3 separate regions of the Zea mays genome follow, and regions 1 and 2 are each linked to region 3. Evidence: chromatin contacts called from public Hi-C data. All regions are on one chromosome and are shown on one strand. Each heading gives the region's core, a stretch centred on a gene start, on an enhancer-like site or on the middle of the called end of the contact. The rest is flanking DNA. Distances are from core to core; before and after follow the strand shown. Region 1 holds the start of LOC103636053. Region 2 holds the start of LOC100285174 (hydrogen-transporting ATP synthase, rotational mechanism). Region 3 holds the start of LOC100304181.

Region 1 (3,247 bases), core at 350-2,849, 200 kb after region 3:
AGACCAAACAACATCCTTGTCACACATGATTTCGAGCCACTGGTACAGTCCTACTTTGCTGATTGTGGTGTAAAGTTGACTATTTGTTCTTGTGCATTTGACATTAGGCACCTTTCCATATAGGTTAAAGTTTTTGTATCTGATGCAATCATGAGGCAATTATTCTTCGTATTTGACTGGTAGTAGACTAATGTTGCAATTAAACTTTTCTGATGGTGTTTGGAGTCTTTCTTAGGGAGGTCAATCTATCCTAATTTTTTTTTGTTATTACACTTATCAGCATGAAAGTATGGTCTTAAAGCAGATTAGGTTTGGAGCGATGTTTATCTTTCGTCTGCTGAACTCTGCCAACCATCCAATATATTTTTTTTGGTTCCTGTTGAACTATTAATTTCATGTTATGATTGTAAGCTGCATAATGGTTGCCCCGGCCCGACAGGTTGGAGATTTCGGCCTGGCACGATGGCAACCTGATGGAGACATGGGTGTTGAAACAAGAGTTATTGGCACATTTGGGTGGGTGTTTTTGTGACTTTATCCTATGTATATTTTCATCATAGGCAATTTCAACTTTTGAGTGCAGCTAACGAGAGAACTTTATTACCGGGTGCAGTTATCTGGCACCTGAATATGCGCAGAGTGGGCAAATAACAGAGAAGGCTGATGTGTACTCTTTTGGGGTTGTGTTAGTGGAGCTTGTGACTGGGCGGAAGGCTGTTGACATCAACCGACCAAAGGGTCAGCAGTTGCTAACTGAATGGGTGAGTTACATATTGGATCATCATTTCTCGTTAGTAAAGCCTATTTTTTTTTGGATGGCTAAGAGGCTAAGACATTTTGCTTCACAGTAATGATTCATATGGTTTATGGGACACCACCCTTGTAGCAGATAACTTTCTTGTGTTATATAAACTACAGTTTTGTGTTGAACTCGCAAGATTTGGATTGTACAGGCACGGCCATTCTTGGAGGAGTATGCAATTGATGAGCTCATAGACCCACGACTGGGCGCGCGCTACTCCGAAAACGAGGTGCACTGCATGCTGCACGCGGCAAACCTGTGTATAAGACGTGACCCACATTCAAGGCCTCGCATGTCCCATGTTAGTGATAATTTTTGTTGTTGTTGTTGTTGTTGTTGTTGCTGCATCCCCATATCCAGTGATGAAAGCTCGATTGCATGCATGCTCACCATTTCTGCCTTGGTGAATAAAAGGTTCTTCGCATTCTTGAGGGCGACATGGTCGTGGAGTCTGGTTCTGTTAACGGCAGTAGTGATTCTGGGAGCAGAAGCTGGAGGTTGCTGAGTGAGCAACAGCATTATTGCCAGGAGTACAGAGTAGCCCGGCTCAACAAGAATCGCGAAGGGCAGGCGAGGGGAAACGCTCCTACAGCGGACCGGGACAAGCAGAGTATCTCCAACAGATATTAGTGCTGTCGCATAATGCAAGAGATCGCTCAAATCCTGTATTATTCCCTCGCCCCTACCTCCCTCTCGCATTTCTTTCTTTTTGGGATCATTTTATGCTCACTTCCTAGCCCTAGCAATTTGTAGGCTGGAAAGCTTTTGCTGATACATTGTTGTCCTGGTGTATATAGAAATGTTAATAGGATTACAAGTATATTGACCTGCAACGTATGGATGTTTCTGGAAAAGTAGTGCAGACATCCTGGTGGCATCTCCACGCTGTTCTTGGCAGTCGTGGTGTTTGCATTCGTTGCGCTACAGGCAAACGTAGCTGGTATAATATAATCATGCAATAATGCCACATGTGGTTTATTACTACCATCCAATTCCATAGTGTGCTGTGCCCCCTGAAACGGTGCACTGCAATCCTTTCAGGCATGGCGCTCTACCCAAGTTCCGCGCTGTAATAAAAACAGCAGGCCTGAAGCGCGTCTGGCTGACAGGCGGCAGGCAGGCCCAGGCAGAGGGCCTCTGTCTGTGCACCTGCTGCTGCAAACGGCGAGAAGATGCTGGCGCTTGCGTTGGGCCCGGTCCGAGAGCCCGATGGACGACGGGACGGCGACGGCGACGGCTGCTGCTCCGGCCGGCTGTTTCTGCTAGAGCGCTCGCCCCGCCGCAAGCCCTCGCGCGACACGTCCAGCCCGGCGTCCGCGTCGCGTGGACACGTCCTGATGCATGTCAGCGGCTGCCAGAGCAGCGCTCATCATTGCATGCGTTCCTGTGCGTGCGTACAATGGCCCGGGGGCCACCGTACGTACGCCGGCTTGTAGCAACTAGCAACTCGTGGAGTTCTCCGGCCAGCTACTGTGGCTGGCGACTGGCAAGGCTGCGACTGCGAGCAAGATGCCACTGTGCTGCGGCATGGTGGTCCGTTCACGGTGGCGCAGGCAGGCAGGCAAGCAAGGGCAATCATCGTTTTCCCGGTTCACGGAGGAGCAGGGTTTACCATACCAGGGCTGTCTGTTGACACTGTGCTCGCAAAGCCACAACTGGCCGGACCGTGGTCCACCCGTACGTCCCCGGCTCCTCGCCCGTGGTGGGGATGTGCTACTGCTGTGGCTGTGATAACTGATAAGACGACGCAACGCAATGCAAGAAGGTAGAACCGTAGAAGTAGGACTGACCAAGTCTCCTCTATTGGATGAGGCCGCTGATCATAGTACCAACGATTTTTTGTACTACTGATGCCATGTTTGGTTTCAATTAGTCCTAGGACTAAATTTTAGTCCTAGGACTAAACTTTAGTCCCTACATGTTTGGTTCTAGGGACTAAACATATTCTAAAGTCATTAGGTAGGTGCCCGTGCGTTGCGACGGCATACAAAATATTAAATAAAATAGTAATGTACAACTAAATTAGTTCAAAAAGATATGTAATGCTCAAAGGATAGTGTTTGTGGATGTCAGAGAGCGGGCGGACGCACCTAGATAGCGAAGCATGGAGAACGAGCGAGCGGGTGAGGGCGCGACACACAAAAACCACGACTGGAACTATTAAAAGTAGTGCATTATAGTAGTAAAGGTAGTAGATAAAATACCCCCACCCAGTTGTTAATATGTCGATCTAATAATTCAAAACACCACTTTTAAAGATGGGATAAATATATTAGTCCAGATTTCCCGATAACAAAACCACATTAAATTAGCCAAAGAGACTATATGGTTCTACACTTCTACATAAAATAAAATAAAATAAGAAAGAAAATTCTTGTTGAAAGAGAAGTGATAAAAATAATGGGAAATGAGAAGAGAAAGAAATACTCTACAGTAGGGTCTATC
Region 2 (3,038 bases), core at 186-2,685, 200 kb before region 3:
AAACCAGATATATACATGTGCACAGCATTTTCCGCTGTCAATCAACTGACATCCAAAATAAACAAGAAGCAATCACATTTCCCAATAACCAATGCAGTTATCAGTGTTTATATGCAAAGCTAAACCTACTCTTCCATGCATGCATAGTTTTTGGCCACGGTGATATTACAAAGATTCATTTCTAGAACCATACAGCAAATTCTTCTTGCAGTAGTGTCATGACACATCAACACCGCAAGGGACTCTACACCAGGGTGCTAATTGATCAAACCTTCATGGTTTTCCCTAACAGCCATGCATTGTGTTCTATGCACCTATCTGTCTCCACATAAGATGGATCTCAGTGCAAGCATTGAAGTATAAGTTTATTTCGCTATGAAACTTCAAAATTGTGTTTAATCCACCAAACCAAACTTAAATTCAGGAACTGGCAAGTATAACATTGAAAGAGGAGATAGAACATTCCATTGCATAAAGGTATAGCATCATGATATAATGAACAAAAACATTAAAAATAGATGGGAGATTTGTCACATTTGCTATCACAACAAACCACATGATAAACACACATATTAAGTCATAAACAGTAAAGCCACGAAGACTGCCCTCAAAAGTGAAAAGCGTAGATATGCTGTGCTACCTACAAATGCTCAGTTACACCACGGGAAAATAACCACATTATCTTCCTAACAATCTTAATCCGCTCACAGAATCAGGCAGTCAGCTTGGCTATCCTCATCGCTGATACTGGCCATAACCAAGTCATATCATACATACATACAGTTAATTAGGAAAAAAAACTGCACAACACTATACCCGTCTAACAAGCGACCTGAACAAGCCCGAAAAAAGCCCCGTTAAACGCACGAACGAACAGATCGTGCAGCACTTCAGGCAAGAGAACCCAATTGACTAATCGCAACGAGACACAACAACAAAAGCCACAGTTGGTTTCACCTTGCGAGGCGGGTGTAGAAGAGCTGCTTGGAGAGCTCCTGGCATTTCTCGATGGTGGGGGGCTGCACGACGTACTGCTTGTTCTTCTCCATGAGCTCCTTGTAGTAGGAGCCGCCGTGCTTCGAGGCGAACTCCGCCGCCTGCACCGCCTGAGCGCGCAGCTGTGCCAGCCTCGCCGCCATCGCCGCCGATCCTAAACCCTACGGCACCCCGAACAGGAAGGGAAAACCGAGTCAAATCGAAAGGAACCAGATCTGGACGCACGGGGTGGGGAGACTACGGATCTGGCGGGAAGAGGTCAGAGTTTATGGTGGAGAATCGGAAGCTCACCTTGGTGGATCGAAGGGGAGAGGTGCCGCCACGAGGTGCGAGGAGATCGATAAGGACGAAAACGGCGGGCGAGATGGGGAGAGAAAAACGGCGGCGGAGGGTGGGTGCGTATGGGTTGGTCAAGACTCGAGACCTCGAGGGTCGAGGGTAATATCGTCAATTCATTTTGTAGTTTTGGTTCAGAACTCACAAGAGATGGATTTGGAGATGGATTTGTATGTCATCGTGTTTAAGAAGGTGTTTGGTTACTTTAGTCATACTACTAAATTTTAGTCAATAAACTTTAGTCACTAGAATTTATATATGAGAAATCTCCATTAGTTACCATGTTTGGTAATTTAGAGATTAAAATTGATTAAACTTTAGTCACAATAAGATAGTTATTTAAACATGTTTTAAACTATAAATTATTTATAAAGCTTTCTAATTGTGGGAAAGTCCATTAAGACGTCATGTTTGTTTCGTTGGAATTAAAATACATTCTAATAATTATAATTTAGACAAAAATAATTAAGTTAATATATTTGTCTATGTATTATATTTGTATATTATCCTAAATCATATGAGAGAGAGATAGTTATACACTACATTTGTGTTATAAAGAAGCAAGTAGAAGAGTACATTATAAATTGTATATTAGAAAAGTAGCATGTAAATATATAGAATCAATTTCTATCTCTTACTCCATAAATTTGAGATAGTCTTATATATACACTTTGGAAAGTTATGTAATGTCACATTCTAAATAAATAACCTACTACATTAGTTAGATTCTAATTCCTCAAAATGAAGGAAAACAAACGGGCCCTATGTTATTGTTTATTAGATTTGCATCCTAAGATTTGTAAGCCAATGTAGTTCAATTAACATCTAGTTCAAGTATGAACATCCTAAGATTTGTAAGCCACTGTAGTTCGACGAACATCCAGTTCAAGTATGAAATTTCATATTAAGAACATTGTAGTGTACATATATCAATAATAAATAAATAATACAAAATATTAGGAACCCCCTCCATAAGTCCATAACTACTGTAAATTCAAAACGCACCAATCTGATTGTACTAAGATCACGTTTCTAATAAGTACCAAAAATCACAAGATACAAAGCAAAAAACGTAAAATAGATAGTACTCCTGTAGTATCATCTATCATGGTAACTGTTGCACAATTGACACATTTCATACGATCCGGATAAAATGTGCATGTGTTACAACGGCACATAAATTATTCGAAAAAATGTTAGTGCACAATACAACACACTTCTTGAATGCAAGTAATTCAGTGGATTCCAAAATTTTAACATACTTTTCACACTAATGAAATGATGAATGTTAAGAGCATCATGTTCAAGAATGACAAGGTTTCGGCATTCCTAACTTCCTTGCTTTGGTTAGTGTGTATGTGTCGTGCAACTCCATAAGGACGTGGTCGCGATGAGGGGAGGGCCTCCGACTCTTTCAACCTCTGATCTTTCTGTGGTGGATGGAGCGTCCACCAATGAGTTAACCGGGTTGCCCGTTCCAACCTCCCTGCCCGTCCAAGGGATGCTGGCGACGCCGTCCCCTAGTGTCTGCCTTATTATGATGACTTCCTGCGCAGTCTCTTTGAGGGGGGTTTCGACCGCCGGTGTGTTTCCCCTCATCGGAGCTTCACCAGAGGGGAGGGGTGTTTTGGTCCTGCTTCCATCGCTGCCGTCCCTGGGTGCCACGGTGGTGATCACTCAACCTGAGGCGGCGACGTCGTTGGTTG
Region 3 (3,340 bases), core at 747-3,246:
ACGCAAACTCGCCACCTTCGGGAATCTCCAGAGGCGACTCCGCTATAATTCACCGGACTGTCCGGTGTACACCGGACAGTGTCCGGTGCGCCAAGGAAGGTCGGCCTCAGGAACTCGCCAGCTTCGGGAAACTCCAACGGCTAGTCCGCTATAATTCACCGGACTGTCCGGTGTGCACCGGACTGTCCCGTGCGACTCCGGAGCAACGGTCATCTCTGCGCCAACGGCTCTCTGCCGCGCATTTAATGCGCGCTCTGCGCGCGCAGAAGTCAGGCGCGCCCATACTGGCACACCGGACAAGGAACAGTAGCTGTCCGGTGTGCACCGGACACCCAGGCGGGCCCACAAGTCAGAAACTCCAACGGCTAGAATCCAACGGCAGTGATGACGTGGCAGGGGGCACCGGACTGTCCGGTGTGCACCGGACTGTCCGGTGCGCCATCGAACAGACAGGTTTCCAACGGCCACATTTGGTGGTTGAGGCTATAAATACCCCAACCACCCCACCATTCATTGCATCCAAGTTTTCTACTTCCCAACTACTACAAGAGCTCTAGTATTCAATTCTAGACACACCAAAGAGATCAAATCCTCTCCAATCTCCACACAACGCCATAGTGACTAGAGAGAGTGATTTACTTGTGTTCTTTCGAGCTCTTGCGCTTGGATTGCTTTCTTCTTTCTTGATCCATTCTTTGCAATCAAACTCACTTGTAATTGAGGCAAGAGACACCAATCTTGTGGTGGTCCTTGTGGGAACTTTGTGTTCCAAGTGATTGAGAAGAGAAAGCTCACTCGATCCGTGGATCGTTTGAGAGAGGGAAGGGTTGAAAGAGACCCGGCCTTTGTGGCCTCCTCAACGGGGAGTAGGTTTGCAAGAACCGAACCTCGGTAAAACAAATCTCCGTGTCTCACTTGCTTATTCGCTTGGGATTTGTTTTGCGCCCTCTCTCGTGGACTCATTTCTTTATTACTAACGCTAACCCGGCTTGTAGTTGTGTTTATATTTGTAAATTTCAGTTTCGCCCTACTCACCCCCCTCTAGGCGACTTTCAAGGCTGAAATATTTGTCTTGGATAGATATATTGTAGCGCCATTTCCCAGATCGACATATATGCTTATAATGTGGTATTTGACCACGACTTATATATATGATGCTATTTAATTGAATTTAATAATTTAGTTAGACGTGACTTTTTATAGATATAACATATTGCATATTTCAAATATATATAAATATTGCATATTTCGGACTTCAGTATGCTTTTTGTATATTAGATTGTTTTGCTGTTGATTGTGTGAATACACATACATACCTTAATGTTTATAAATAAACAATAATTATATCAAAAAATAGTGCAGAGTGACGACTGCGCAGCTAACACCAGACCACACATACCTTAATGTTTATAAATAAACAATAATTATATTAAAAAATAGTGCAGAGTGAGCACTCGAACCTCCTCTGCCCCAAAAATTTGGGGCTAACCACTAGATTACACATATCTTAGTGTTTATAAATAAACAGTAATTATATTTGAATAAATATCTCAATATCTATTTATATGATATATAAAAATCGTAGCAAAGAAAAGACAACCGGCTAGTTTCAATTTAAGACACTAGTTTAAAAGCATTGTTAGAGATGCTCTTAGAACCCAACCCAAGCCCGGTTCACCCTGAGCTATCACCCATTTCAATGTCGATAGATTAGCCCATTTTAAACTGGACCACAGAAGCAGCTCAAGCCCAGTCCAATCGAACAAGCCAGAATCTCCCGCCCGCTAACTGACCATGCGGCTCCATTGGTCAGTGTCTCCCCGCCCGCCTCTCCCATCTTCAAAAACCACCCACGGCCCGTCCCCTCGACCTCCCCGAAACCCCACTTCTCGGATCGAGACTAGGGTTAGGGTTTCGTCACTCCCGCCCCGATTCGAACCAATCCGCCTAGGCCCCCGCCGCGCCATGGCCGCCGGTTCCATTGTGGTGGACTTCCCCTCCATGGGCGCCGCCCTCTGCTTCCCCAACCTCGAATCACTCCTCCGAGACTCCGCCTCGGGTTTCCTCTCCGCCGTCTCCGCCGCCCCGGCCCCCGGCGCCGCCGACCTCACCAACTTCCACCGCGTCTTCTCGCGCGTCCTCAGCACCTACTCAGACCCGCCGCTCGAGGTCGTCTGGTTCTTCTCCGCGCTCTCCTTCCACGACCGCCCTGACGACCTCCGCTCACTGCTCCAGCTCCTCTCCGCCTTCGCCGCTTCCTCGCCCGGGGCCGCCAAGCCGCTCGCCCTCCTCGCCCCCGTCGTCTCCGAGCTTTTCCACTCAGATAAGCCGCGCAGGGAGACCGAGGCCGTCGTCGAGGCTGTCCTCAGCTACATCAGCATCTGCAGCAGTCGCCCCGCCCCCTCTTCGACTGAAGGCACCACCGCCGACGCTGTGAGGCTGCTGCCGGCTTTCGGCGATCTTGTCAAGGTGTGGAGCGTGCGGCACTCGAGGGAGAGGTGCCCGTTCCAGGTGCTGTTCCCGCTCGCTGGTGACGAGGCCAGGCGGGAGCTCATGAAGGAAGGCTGCAGCGTTGACTACCTCGCTGGGGTGGTGCTGGTTGAGGCGTTCCTTCTCAGGCTCTGCCTCAAGGTGCAGAATGCAACAGGGGTGCCTCGCTCTGAGCTGCAGAAGGAGCTCAAGATCTGGGCAGTCAGCTCCATCCCGGTCTTCCAGAGCCACCAATTCTTCGGTAAGTGGATCATGGCCAAATTCTTATTCTTCCTTTTAGCATCACTTGTAGTGACTCGAGATTATGTTGGCATCTTTTTGCCCATGGATATAACAGGGGTCCTGCTGAACATGCTCTTGAACTCTCCGCTGCCTGTTTACTCTCTAGTGGTATGTGTTTCCTGACTAATGAGCAATTTGAGAGCATGACACAACAAGCTAGTATTATTATGGATTCACTGCTTATTAACAAAATTATAAGAGTATTAATTAAGCATTCACAAGGCATGTGGTAGTTGTATGGACCATAAAAATATTAACAAACATGGCAAATAGCTTATAAACTCATTTCATGAATTAAGAAACATGAGTCATGATCATGCTTTTTCATTACCTGTTCTGTAAACTAGTTATTTACCTTTGTGAAATAAGAAATGTGCAACTTGTTGCCTTGTTCTTCAACTGTGCTTGGAATCAGGAATCTTTCCTAATTTGTGGAAACTAAAGAGGAGAACAGAACGGTATATGACTATTGTGTATCGCAAAGCTGGTGTTACTATAGCATTTTGCTGTCATCATCTGCAAGGAGCATGATTTAAGATGGAGTTGTGTCTCATCTTTGTGATATGCA

Evidence for each region. Hi-C and Micro-C count contacts between places; a contact is called where the count stands out from the background.
Region 1: a Hi-C map of tassel shows a contact between it and region 3, with 2.3 times the contacts expected there. The contact joins the promoter of LOC103636053 here to the promoter of LOC100304181 in region 3. A contact is called at or near these places in 3 of 25 Hi-C or Micro-C datasets (bundle sheath, ear and tassel).
Region 2: a contact with region 3 is called in a Hi-C map of leaf, with 4 times the contacts expected there. The contact joins the promoter of LOC100285174 here to the promoter of LOC100304181 in region 3. A contact is called at or near these places in 4 of 25 Hi-C or Micro-C datasets (ear, endosperm, leaf and 1 more).

Annotation. Positions count from the first base shown.
Region 1 is chr8:145,508,024-145,511,270 of Zm-B73-REFERENCE-NAM-5.0, forward strand. LOC103636053 reads left to right here and starts at 1,600. Exons shown (of 2, transcript XM_008658411.4): 1 at 1,600-1,742; 2 at 1,844-2,824. The coding sequence starts at 1,639. The coding sequence ends at 2,435. LOC103636052 (inactive protein kinase SELMODRAFT_444075) reads left to right here. Exons shown (of 12, transcript XM_020542447.3): 6 at 1-42; 7 at 440-516; 8 at 614-761; 9 at 954-1,103; 10 at 1,217-1,336; 11 at 1,339-1,394; 12 at 1,396-1,622. The coding sequence ends at 1,432.
Region 2 is chr8:145,106,627-145,109,664 of Zm-B73-REFERENCE-NAM-5.0, forward strand. LOC100285174 (hydrogen-transporting ATP synthase, rotational mechanism) reads right to left here and starts at 1,436. Exons shown (of 3, transcript NM_001291793.1): 1 at 1,288-1,436; 2 at 958-1,157. The coding sequence starts at 1,139.
Region 3 is chr8:145,303,490-145,306,829 of Zm-B73-REFERENCE-NAM-5.0, forward strand. It overlaps LOC100304181, which reads left to right and starts at 1,997. Exons shown (of 5, transcript NM_001165636.1): 1 at 1,997-2,731; 2 at 2,828-2,880. The coding sequence starts at 2,002.